2 separate regions of the Mus musculus genome follow, and region 2 is linked to region 1. Evidence: chromatin contacts called from public promoter capture Hi-C data. All regions are on one chromosome and are shown on one strand. Each heading gives the region's core, a stretch centred on a gene start, on an enhancer-like site or on the middle of the called end of the contact. The rest is flanking DNA. Distances are from core to core; before and after follow the strand shown.

Region 1 (5,631 bases), core at 1,003-3,502:
ACTAGAAATTTCCACTTCACATTTTGTTGTTAGCTTCTAATTTCGACATTTATTTAGATAATGCTGTCTGAGTGATATTGATCCTTTGGTGGTTTGGGGGCTTTTCTGTGTTAGTCAGTTTTATATTTATACTACAAAATACCTGACACAAAGAACTTTAAAAGAAGAGTGTTACTTGGTTCAAGTTCTTTTGGTTTTGGAAGTGCAAGTCCAAGACCAAGCAGCCCCAATGGGTTGGTCTTTTCTTAATGGGATATTATAAGGGAAGCATATATTGGAGAAAAATGTCACCGGGCAGTGGTGGTGTACACCTTTAATCCCAGCACAGGCAGAGGCAGGCAGATCTCTGAGTTTGAGGATAGCCGGGTCTACAGAGTGAGTTCCAGGACAGCCAGGGCTACACAGAAAAACCCTGTCTAGGGGGAAAAAATTATGTCATTATTGGGCCAAGTATAGAAAGAGTTAAAGAAAGAGTCTGAGGTCCTACAGTCAGCTCATTGTAATTCTGGGGTACACGTCCAGTGAGGATCCATGAAACCTCATTAGGTCTCATGTGGTTCCTGCCCACCCCCCAAGTCCAGCAGATCAAAAGTTAGGCCTTTTACAAGTCCCCCACCACTGAGTTACCTTCCCAGTCCTTTGTTTCTTGAACTAGGGTTTTATTATTTAGCTCAGGCTGGCCCCAAGATCATAATCCTCTGTCTGCTTCCTAAGGGGTGGAATTAAATGCGTGTGCTACCACACATGGGTGGGCTCCATTTCTTAAAGGCCCATTGTGCCTCTCAATACTGCCATATTGGGGTCATAATAGATTTGGAGGGGATTATACTCAAGTTATACTTAAGCCACAGCACTCACTGAGGGGACATGTTATGCTTATTTGAGAGGATTTAGTTCTGCCAAATGTAGTGACACACATCTTTATCCTAGTATTCAGGAAGCAGACGCAGCAAACTCATGGGTTTGAGGCTAATGTGGAATCCTGGTAGAAGATCCTATCTTTAAAAAATATTAGGGCTGGGGCTCTAGCTCAGTAGTAGACTACTTCACTCCCTAAGGCCAATCTTCAGTACTAATAAAAACAAAATGGCATGTGGAAAGGAAGTGTTTTTTAAAAAGAAAATTAATCAATGGCAAAGGCTATGAAAGGCAAATGAAGTAGAATAGACAGACATCTTTCTCTCCCACAGTAGGAGATACTGTGGGAGAGAAAAGTGTAGATCGACAAGGTTGCTGTACTGAGAATGGGCTTGGTCCCAGGAGCGTCAAGAACAAGGCTATCTGGAAGAACTACATCAGAGGCTGGGGCTCAGACTCATCAATATGGTGATGCTATGTGGAAGATTCTCTATGGTCGGGTTCCTAAGATCCACTAAAATAGTTCCACACCCCAGGGCATCCTAGGTCCACACTTGTGCTATGTGTGTATGTCACAGTTACTTCTGATAGCATATAGCCAAGATAGAATCTAAAGGTGCTGTCATCATTAGAGAAAGGGTCTCCATAAAGACATGTCTGTGATCTTTGCTTCATGGCAGTCATTCTGGGAGACTGCCACAGTGCCATGTGTTGGGTCAGAATGCATCTTGTCCCTACTCCAGTCTGTCCCTGTGAGAAGTTTTGGGAGCTAGGGACCACAGCTCCTCATCACTGAGGTAGACTCAGGGATACAAGCTCAAATGATATGAGCCGTATGCTCCCTTGAGGAAGGGAAGAATTTTAGGTTGCGTCTTTTCTCTTTGATGCTGTCAAAAGTCCTTTGGTTTTGGCTAAAAATATCCGGAACATTGGAGTATATTTTACCTAAGGAGTATACTGAAAAATGCTTTAAGTAGGTGTGGTTTGTGAAGACTTCTCACAGTGTCAGACAGGGTAGGTTTCTTCTGAGGTTCATGAGGGACTTGGCCCCAGTCTTCTCCCTTTGATTTCTTCTTGTGCCAGTTTGCCTCACCTTTCTTCTGTTTCTGTCAAAATTTCTCCTTTCATAAGGACACCAATCACACTGTATTAAAGTCTCATTGTAATTTAACTATCATTGTAAAAAGGCATGGGCAAATAGGACTTTGAAGTGTACAACGTTGGGGGAGAGGCATGTCTTAGCTACTTTTCTCATCACTGTGAGAATATGACTTAATAGGGCTTAAAAGTGATGCGATGCATTGTGATGGGAAGGCACAGCAGTGGGACATTAGGTGCAGTCACATGGTGGCTGTGGTCACATTGCATCCAGTCAGGAAGTAGAGCGAGGTGAACAGTGGTGCTCATCTGGCTTTCCCTGTTTCCCCTCATTAGTTGGTCCAGGATGCTGGTCTGTGGGATGGTGTTACCCACATTTGGCCTGGTTCCTTCCTCCTCAGCAAAGCCTCTCTGAAAACACCTTCAGTTCAGTCACACCGAGAAAACATGTCTCCTAGGAGGTTCCAAATCCAGTCGAGTTGACAAGAATATGGGGTAACTTCACTCGGCCCCACAACAGCCATTTTCACCATGGTCTTTAACTTTCTTGATCTGAACAATATTCCTATTCTTCTCTGGTATTTCATTGTTAGGCATGAAAATTAAGCACAGATTTCGGCTTACAGAACTGATGCAACTTTTTACAAATAAGTGATTAATCGCTGAGCTGGCTGACTTGCACCACATCCCAGGCTTACAGCTCCTGCTCATTTATCCCTTCCAGGACATCATCCTTCTAAAAGATGTTGACCTCATACTGAATATTCTTGTCTTGTGTTGTTTCCTCCAGGGAACGTACCCCCTACCACCCAACCCAAGTGCACGGACTTTCAGAGTGCCAACCTCCTCCGAGGCACCAACCTCAAGGTGCAGTTTCTCCTCTTTACCCCCTCGGACCCCAGCTGTGGGCAGCTAGTAGAAGAAGGCAGTGACATCCGGAGCTCTGAGTTCAATGCCAGTCTGGGAACCAAAGTAATTATTCATGGATTCAGGTGAGAGCTAAGCAACCCGTAGGATCTTCTCAGCTAAGACCCAGAGAGACCATAGTGCGTGGGGAGATGACGGGGAGATGAAGAGGCACGGGTTTACTGCCCATCACTGCTCTTGTCCTTGAAGGAGCCTCATGGAAACCCTGCACATGCCGTTCCTCACTCTTCCTGGCACAGACAGTAAGCCTCTGCCCTGTCTTTATGACCCTGGACAAGCCACTCCAGTTTCCATATCTGGATTAAAATGGAAGGTGGAGGGATAGGCTTATAGGTTCTTGGGCAAAAACCTGTACCTACCGTACTGTTATCCCCAGAGTGTGGCTGTACAGCATGATTCATTTGGGACAATGAGGTCACAGGTTTTACGCAGACACATGGGGATAACAACAGGTACTTTTTTGCCCAGGGTTTTATTTCCTCTTTTTTTCCTTCATTTTTTTTTCCCCATGATTTAACGACTTGAGAAATTTTTGTTTATGATGCTACCTCCATCTTACCCAGAGGTTAGCATTTCTCAGAAGCCGGACAGCTCTGTGATTTCTGATACCCTACCACAACTCAATCACTACCCTTTCCTTCAAACATCTTTTTCCCCAAAAGCCCACTGACAAGGCCGAAAATAGAAAAAGTTTTTGAGAATAGAGGGCCAGAGTGACTGGAGGGCATATAGAATTGGGGTACCAATTGGAGAGGTGCCCCCACAACTTCACATCTGGCCCCTTTCTGCTCCAGAGGCCCAGTCACATGTTCCCTTAATTGACTTTCTTTATTCTTTTTCCCAACACCTTTCTCTAGCAAGTCTTATATTCAGCCACTATCCCAGGCAGAGTGTGTACCTCCAGCCCAGGGAAAGCTGATGGAGCCAGAGTGTTCATCAGGCAGCCCTTCTATTAAACCACTTTCCAGAGCAAATGCCTAGTCTGTCCTCCTGTCTCCTTGTTAGCATGCTCGCACTGTCCCACGACAGGGAGCTAGAAGGTCTTTCCACACTGTTAAGAAAGCTTCCTGGAAAATTTCCATCATTATCTTCCTAGAAAAGTATCATACCGTAGGCTCTAGAAGGACTTTACATCTTGGAAATCACCCAGCCTACCCCTTAGGCCCAGAGGTACTCGGTAAACTGTGTTGTGAATGAATAAAAGGGCATATGAATAAAAACCTCCTCAAGGGCAGAACCTATACTTTAAAATGAGAATGAAGGCCATGTATTTTTAACTCTAAGGAACAGAGTTGTCTCTCAAACAGCATAGAGACAGAGCATGCAGACAGCCTGCAGAGCTTTGCACAAAGAGGCAGTGTGAAGGTAGGTGTGGCTGGAATCTGCTATGTGTTGTGAGTTGTACATGCAACGAGAGGCCCTTTCAGATAATTTACATGTGCGGATGCTGGAAAGCTCCACGTGTGCTGGTTCCACATCTGGAAGGATGTTCCTCTCTCTCCTCAAGGCACTGTATGACTGGCTGTCCTTAGTTTTGACTTCTCCGGCTTAGGGACTAACTGAGGTTTCTATCAATTGCTATCAGTTTGGCAAGTCATTTTCCTCCCCTGTATTTTGATTCATGAATAGGGCGCTCGGAACAAAGCCTTCTTGGATCGACAAGTTTATCAGCGCTGTCCTGCGGGCTGCGGATGCTAATGTAATCGCGGTGGACTGGGTTTATGGTTCTACGGGCGTGTACTACTCAGCAGTGGAGAATGTGGTCAAGCTGAGCCTGGAGATCTCCCGTTTCCTCAGCAAACTTTTGGTAGGTTCTGGAAGGTTTGGGTTCGTTTTGGCCATGTGTACAGAAAAGGGCAGCCTGACATAAAACGATTTGCCCTTGGGATCCAGGGCACAAGCAGAGCCGGATTCTTAGGGAGCTGAGAGGCACTGAACCTCCGAGGGGCCCCCAAGTCACAAGACATGGTATTGCACAAAAATAAGGAATGCTGACTGTGCATAATTTAGTAATCTTCCTAAGGAATGATGTAATCATTGAATAATCTGATGTAAGGGAACTGGGCGGGGGCGGGAGGGGGGGCAGAGCTCAAAAAGTTGCAGAGCTCAAAAAGAAAAACAGTGATGGATGGGAGGCCTGCCCTTGATCTGAAGCATGTGGGTAGGTGTGCAGTGCCCAAGGCCTTTGGTTTTTAGAAGTCTCAAGAAAGCCACTGTGACCCTAGTGGAATCTATTGTCTATTCCAGGAGCTGGGCGTGTCAGAGTCCTCAATCCACATCATTGGTGTCAGTCTGGGGGCTCATGTTGGAGGCATGGTGGGACATTTCTACAAAGGCCAGTTGGGACAGATCACAGGTAAAAAAGATACCTCTCTATGTTTCCTCTCAGTGATTAGAGACAGAGAGAGATATTGCTCCAGAGACTCCACATCCTTATGACTGAGTCATAAAATGATCCATTGTTTGCATAAAATAGTGTCATTCCTCTGCCATCTCCAGTGTCTGAGATAAGAGCCCGTGTATTTGTTTCCAAACCTCAGGACACACATTTCTACTATAATGAGCTGTGATTGGGATTTGGTGTGGAAATCACCCCCAGTGTGTTAAATAGCTGCAAAGACAGGGGTCATGTTTTAGTCTTCTGTCTCAGTCAGTAAGGGTGGGGGTTGCCTGGTGTACTGGCTAGTTTTGTGTCAACTTGACACAGCTGGAGTTATCACAGAGAAAGGAGCTTCAGTTGAGGAAATG
Region 2 (5,648 bases), core at 199-2,698, 56 kb after region 1:
TAATGCCCCAGCAGAGCACAGGGGTCGCTGGAAACCTCCTGGGTTTTGTTATTTGTTTGTTTTATTTCCTGCACATAGTGGGTGCTTCACAAATGTTAAATGCATATGGAAGGAACAAATTGATCTTACTGAAATGGTCATTTTTCTAATGCTCACAGAGGTTCTACACTTTAGGCATCCCACATTGGTGTGTGTGTGTGTGTGTATCCATTTTGGGTCTGTCTGGCCTTATCAGCCCTTCCGGTGACAAGTAAATACAGTCACCTTGGATAGCGGAGAAATTGCCTCATGATCTAGCTTCCTCTTGGAAAGTGTCAAGAAAAAGGAAGCAAACTCACTCCTATGGAAAAAAGTCTTTCTGGGTTTGACTTTCCACATCCGTCCCTTGATGAAAGGGGACACAAAATGGAAAGGGACACTAGGGAACAGGAAGTGTAGGTGGGGGGTGGGAGGCGGGGAATTCCAGGCATGGACAACACAGACAGCTTACCGGCCTGAGAGGAGCAGGGACAGGCGATTGATGGGGGTCTCCCCCTCCACAGCGTAGGTCTGCTCTGTGGCCAGCGTCAAGACCTGCTCATGGCAGCAGTGGACAATCTCCTTGTAGACCTGCAGGGGCACCTGCAGGGGCAGGCACAGTGTCCTGTAGAGGAGATTGAATTCCTCCGGGAGGGTATTCACCCGGACACGATAGACCAGCTGTGCCAGCTGAAGCAGGCAAGCCACTGTCAGGAGGACGTTCCAAAGGACGATGTCTAGTCCACAAGCATCAAACCAGCCCCACAGCACGCAGCAGAGGTAGCCTGGGCCCAGGATGCCGAAAAGATAGAAGCATCCATACACTCCACTGCCTGCCATAAAGCCCATAAGCAAGAAACAGTTGGCCAGGTGATAGACAGCTCCTTCTACATCCGGTTTCCAGCTCCTGCACACGGGCGGCTGCCAGAGGAGCTGAGCCACCGAGCTGCCATTGGCACTCATCTTTGGGGCCCTCGAGGCCTTTGCAGGCTCCAAAACGGTCTCCACAAAGGAAACTGAGGGGAAAATCAGTCAGTTTGTCCTCCCAGGTGGCTTCTCACTACCAATGCAACCTTGCTGGCAGGAATGCTTCCGGTGGCTCTGAGAAAGAACGCAGGAGCATAGTACACTTCATGGAAGCTTGAAAGCCTAAGTTTGTTGTTTGGGATTTTTCTTTTCCTCGTTCCTCTCTTTCTCTCTCTCTCAGCGAAGCTCTTGTCCCTCCCGCAGTGCTCTGGTAAACCTCTTTGGCTCCGGCTTTCTTAGGCTGGTCTTCATATTTAGTCCTTAGCAAACAGCATACATTGTCCTGAGAGGAAGTAGGAACTCGACACCATGAACTTCAGCAACACGGGACGAAGCAGCCACATTCTGCTCTCTGTCGTTCCCAGGCAGAACGCGGAGTGGAGAGCCAGCAGGGGAAGCACACTTGTGTTCCATTTGGAATGCATGATCTCTTGGCGCCGGAAGAAAGGGTGACCCCAGAGGGATACCATGTTTGGAATTGGAATCCAGGAGGTGCTGGCAGTGAAAGAAAACAGGCCAGGCTGGCAGGGCACTTAGCATACCTCCAGAGGACAAGATAAGACCCAGGGTCAACAGAGGCAGGCAGGGAGGGTCAAAGGGAAAGCAAGCAGGGAATTGAGGTCCATGGAGTGGACGGGACACAGCGCTGATGTCCTGTCTGGAGGATTTGGGGATTTATGGGAGGTAGGAAGGCCATTGAGAGCGGGAATACCTGGGACTACTAACAGAAACAGTACTGGCAGGGAGAACAGAAAAGCCCCGTGAAAGGTTTAAGACACTCAGCAAACATCACTGTGCTGTAATTTGACTTTCGATCAACAAAAGCAGCTGTGTAAAGCAGCCCCCCTCAGCTCTAAGTTGACACTCCTCTGCAAATATCTGCCCAGAGTAATAGTAACACAGGACGTAAGTCACTATCCCATCTACACACCAATAACCTCAAGTTAGAATGACTGCCTAAGAAATAAATACTCCTTTGGCACTCCACCTTCACTGAGCAGTGTATATACACATTCCTATTCTCCTAGAGTTGAGGAAAATGGAGCCTCCAAGAAGTAACGTGTTCCAACACGGAGTAGGCAGCAAAGCCAGGATTTGAACCTGAGACGGTCAAACGAAATACTCCTGTTTTAAGTGGGTTCACAGTAAGCAGAAACGCTGAACTAGACCCATGACTCCGCAATCCTAAGATGTCTGATGACTTTCAAGGAACATCTAAATGAACGTGGAGGATCAACTCTGGACGGCCAGGAAGTAAATGTGGACTGTGCAAACATGAAAGCCAAGAGACCTGACTTGCTGGCTTCTGGAGGACTTGCTGAGTCTCCATCCCTGCTCTTGGGGGTCGGGAGCATCTTCGCCCTGTTGTTCCAAGGCTTTAGGCTAGTGCTCAGCTGCCTAGAACTATCCAAATCCTAACTCCATGGAGACTCACTGACCTGAATAACACTAAGGAGAAATCAGAAGCTAAAGCTTCCATCTCAACACTCAAGTGTACACCGTCACCTGAGTGTCACTTTATAAGGGAGAGACTACAAACAACAATGGCAACTCGATGCCTGCAACAAGTTATCAAATTAAGTTCAAAGAACGGTGTGACCCAGGAAGAAGGGTGACATGGGCAGAGCTGAGGGGTGAGGTGGAAGGGAGAGCAGACTCTCTCATGGCGAGAGGAGAAGCATAGTTACAGAAGTCAGAAAGTTCTTGCCATGCTAAAGAAAGACATTTTAAAATTTTAATTGCAATCGATTGATCTGCAGATGGCTTCATAGCTCCCGGTCTCTGGAGATTGGTACAGAAAGGGCTGGGGCATTTGGAGAACAACGCACCACGGGACTCTCTCAGCAGGCTTTGGGTGTCTTTCTGACTGACTGATTGCCTGGGTGTCACTTCAGCCCAGGCTCACCTGGAACTCACTAGGCAGTCCAGGCTGTCCTGGAATTCTTGGGAATCCTCCTGCCTGGCCTCCCAAGTGCTGGGGTTACAGGTGTGACTGTGACATCACGTGTTCACTGGAGGTGGGGGATTTCCATATGCCTCTTTTTGTCATCTGCCTGATTCCTAACCAACTTTAGCTAGTAGCAGCTGTTTGTGCTTCAGGCAAGGGGGGGGGGCTCCCTGCTGGGGTTGGAGTCCCTGCCAGCTGTCAATGGGCAGGCACAAAGAAGCAACCAAGGCTCCAAGATAGAATTTCGTCAGCAAGACAGCCCATAGGCTTGGCCCTGGCCCTTTAAAGAGACAGGCAGGTTAACTAACCCTTGCTCCCTTCTCCACTGTCCCTGTCCTTCCACCTGAGACGAACTGAGCAGGGAGGACTAACATTTACCAAACAGCTACCATTTTCTAATGCTAACAAAATAACATATTATTCTATCATCTGATTTTTGGACAGGGTCTTATTGTATTACCCCCACACTCCCATTTTTAAATAGAAGAAAAAGGCTTAGCGAAGCTAAGGAACTTGTCTAAACTTACAGAGTCAATATGTGAGTGGTGATTAAAGCCCTATCAGCACGAGTCTCACTGTAATTTTCCACTACACCATCCTACCAGGTGTTTGGCATTATAACAGAGGACCTAACTATGTTGTGGGTCTCAGTGTGAGATTGATGTCTATAGATCGGCAGACTACAATAACAGGAAATTATGTCTTTTTATTTAAAAAGTCAGTTGACAGAGATAAGAGAATAAATATATTGTATGTATTAAGATAGTAATGTCCTTTTGAGGAAACCCACAGACATGAAAGTGTACACACAGTGGAAAAAGCCAGAAGTAAGGCCTTTGGTGATTTAAGCCAATAAGCATGTATTTAGAGAGCTGTGAGGTAGTAACAAAAGACAAAGATGAAATAGAAAAAAAAAAAAAAACAATCCCCTTCAGGGAAGTTTTTAATCTAGAGGGAAGACTAACCTGGAAAAACCCAGAAATCTCGTAAGAGATGACTAGAGGGGCAAAGGAAAGTCTCTGATGGGGACTCTAAGAAGAAGGAGAAAAATAAAAAAGCAGAGGGGGAGAGGATTATTTAAGGAGGTCTAAAATCTGCTCAGGTGCTCTGCAGCTGGGCATGCCAAAAATAGGGTACAGATATGTGGGCAAGCCCAGAACAGAAGGTATGCACATTGGTAACAAGGTAGCCTGTGACCTTTCATACAACTGTACAACAATGTAACACTTGCAGGTTCCACAGTCAGGAGACAACATGCCTAAGGATGAGAAGGACAAAGACAAACCGCAGCAGTTTAAGTTGTTCAAAGTCTGACTTGGCCACGGTCACAGAGGTGAAACCTCCTGATCCTAACCCCAGGCTGGAGAGTGAGGGACATACCTGTGTTGCTTATGGCCTGGAATTGGCTGCTCTGCTCCTTGGAGCTGACCATGTCCTGACTGAGATCCTCTCCAGCAGTGCTTCTCAATCTTCCTAACACTCTGACCCTTTACTAGACACCATATGCTGGAGTGACCCGGAAGCATAACATTATTCTGTTGCTACTTTGTAACTGTAATTTTGCTACTGTTATGAATCACAGTGTAAATCTCTGTGTTTTCTGATGGTCTTGGATGATCCTTATGAAAGGGTCATTTGACCCCCAAAAGGTTTGGGACCCATGGGGGCTGGGGAGGGGGCCGAAACTACTGTTCTACAGACTCTTCTTCAGGAAACAGCTTCCTGAACTCTTGCTGACCGTCAGATTCTACAAATCCAGGCGCCGATTTCTCATCCTCTACCCAATTTTCTCTTTGACTCTTCAACTTTCTCTTTGACTCTTCAATTTTTTCTTAACTCTAGGACGAATCGATCTTATGCACTCTATGTGACCATTCAGGATGGTTAGGGTGATATGGAACACTGGTTCCTTACTCAATATCCATTTACCCTTTCCTCCTGTGAAACAGGATTTCAGTTTTGTCCAAAGATCTGACAGGACATGGAAGGTGCAAGCCCTGCTCACACCATTTAGCCTTAGGTGTACTGACAACCATTGTCTTTGTAAAAAGACACATAGCAGTACTGCTCAGTCATACTGAAAAGGGGGAGTTGAAGATATCATATCTGGGGGAAGAAACCATCTCTTCTACCCGTCTTGAACAAGAAAGTACACACGTGGTTTCACTGGTCTGAGAAGAGAACACGCTGTGACAATCCACCTGCTGGATGGCACCAGGTACCAGGTACAATTGTTGCTTCAACTTGGACTCTCACAATTGTGCTCACTTTCCCTTATGGGGGGTTTTCTATGCTTGCCGTTGAACTCACAAAACTTAAGATGAAACTACAATGAGTTTTACATTTTTACATTTTTTAAAAGACAGTATCTCACTGTAGCACTGGGCACTGGCTGGCTTGGAACTCACTATGTAGAACAGACTAGCTTTGAACTTATAGAGATCCACTTGCCTCTGCCCCGAGTGCTGGGATTCAAGCAATGCGCCTTCTTAGAGGTGGGATGTGGGTTGGCTTGAACTTGTGCAGGTCTTGTGCTTGCTGTCAGTCTGAGTTCGTATGTGCATTGGCTCTGCTGTGTCTGGGAAACCGGACTGATAGCTGCCAGGAGAAGGGAAGTCAGTTTTCTTCAATGAAGTGACACTGGGTATATCAACCA

What was found. Promoter capture Hi-C pulls out the DNA fragments that hold promoters and counts their contacts.
Region 2: a promoter capture Hi-C map of the HPC-7 cell line shows a contact between it and region 1. The contact joins the promoter of Popdc2 here to the enhancer-like site in region 1. A contact is called at or near these places in 13 of 39 promoter capture datasets (the 3T3-L1 cell line, the C10 cell line, the HPC-7 cell line and 8 more), 1 of 15 datasets of contacts at CTCF or cohesin (CD8 T cells), 7 of 484 Hi-C or Micro-C datasets (bone marrow-derived dendritic cells, centroblasts, effector CD8 T cells and 4 more), 6 of 115 datasets of contacts at active chromatin or transcription factors (CD8 T cells, the HPC-7 cell line, effector CD8 T cells and 1 more) and 3 of 9 other capture datasets (adipose tissue, liver and pancreatic islet).

Annotation. Positions count from the first base shown.
Region 1 is chr16:38,414,377-38,420,007 of GRCm38.p6, reverse strand. Pla1a (phospholipase A1 member A) reads left to right here. Exons shown (of 11, transcript NM_134102.4): 2 at 2,747-2,948; 3 at 4,513-4,690; 4 at 5,131-5,239. Among named protein-coding and RNA genes, the nearest start is that of Pla1a, 16 kb to the left of the region's middle. Within about 2 kb of position 2,252, at least 4 of the 459 cell types and tissues checked have an H3K27ac peak or open chromatin away from gene starts, as enhancers often do. A contact at or near this core is called in the HPC-7 cell line, where this site is marked.
Region 2 is chr16:38,357,990-38,363,637 of GRCm38.p6, reverse strand. It overlaps Popdc2 (popeye domain containing 2), which reads right to left and starts at 1,448. Exons shown (of 4, transcript NM_001081984.2): 1 at 491-1,448. The coding sequence starts at 981.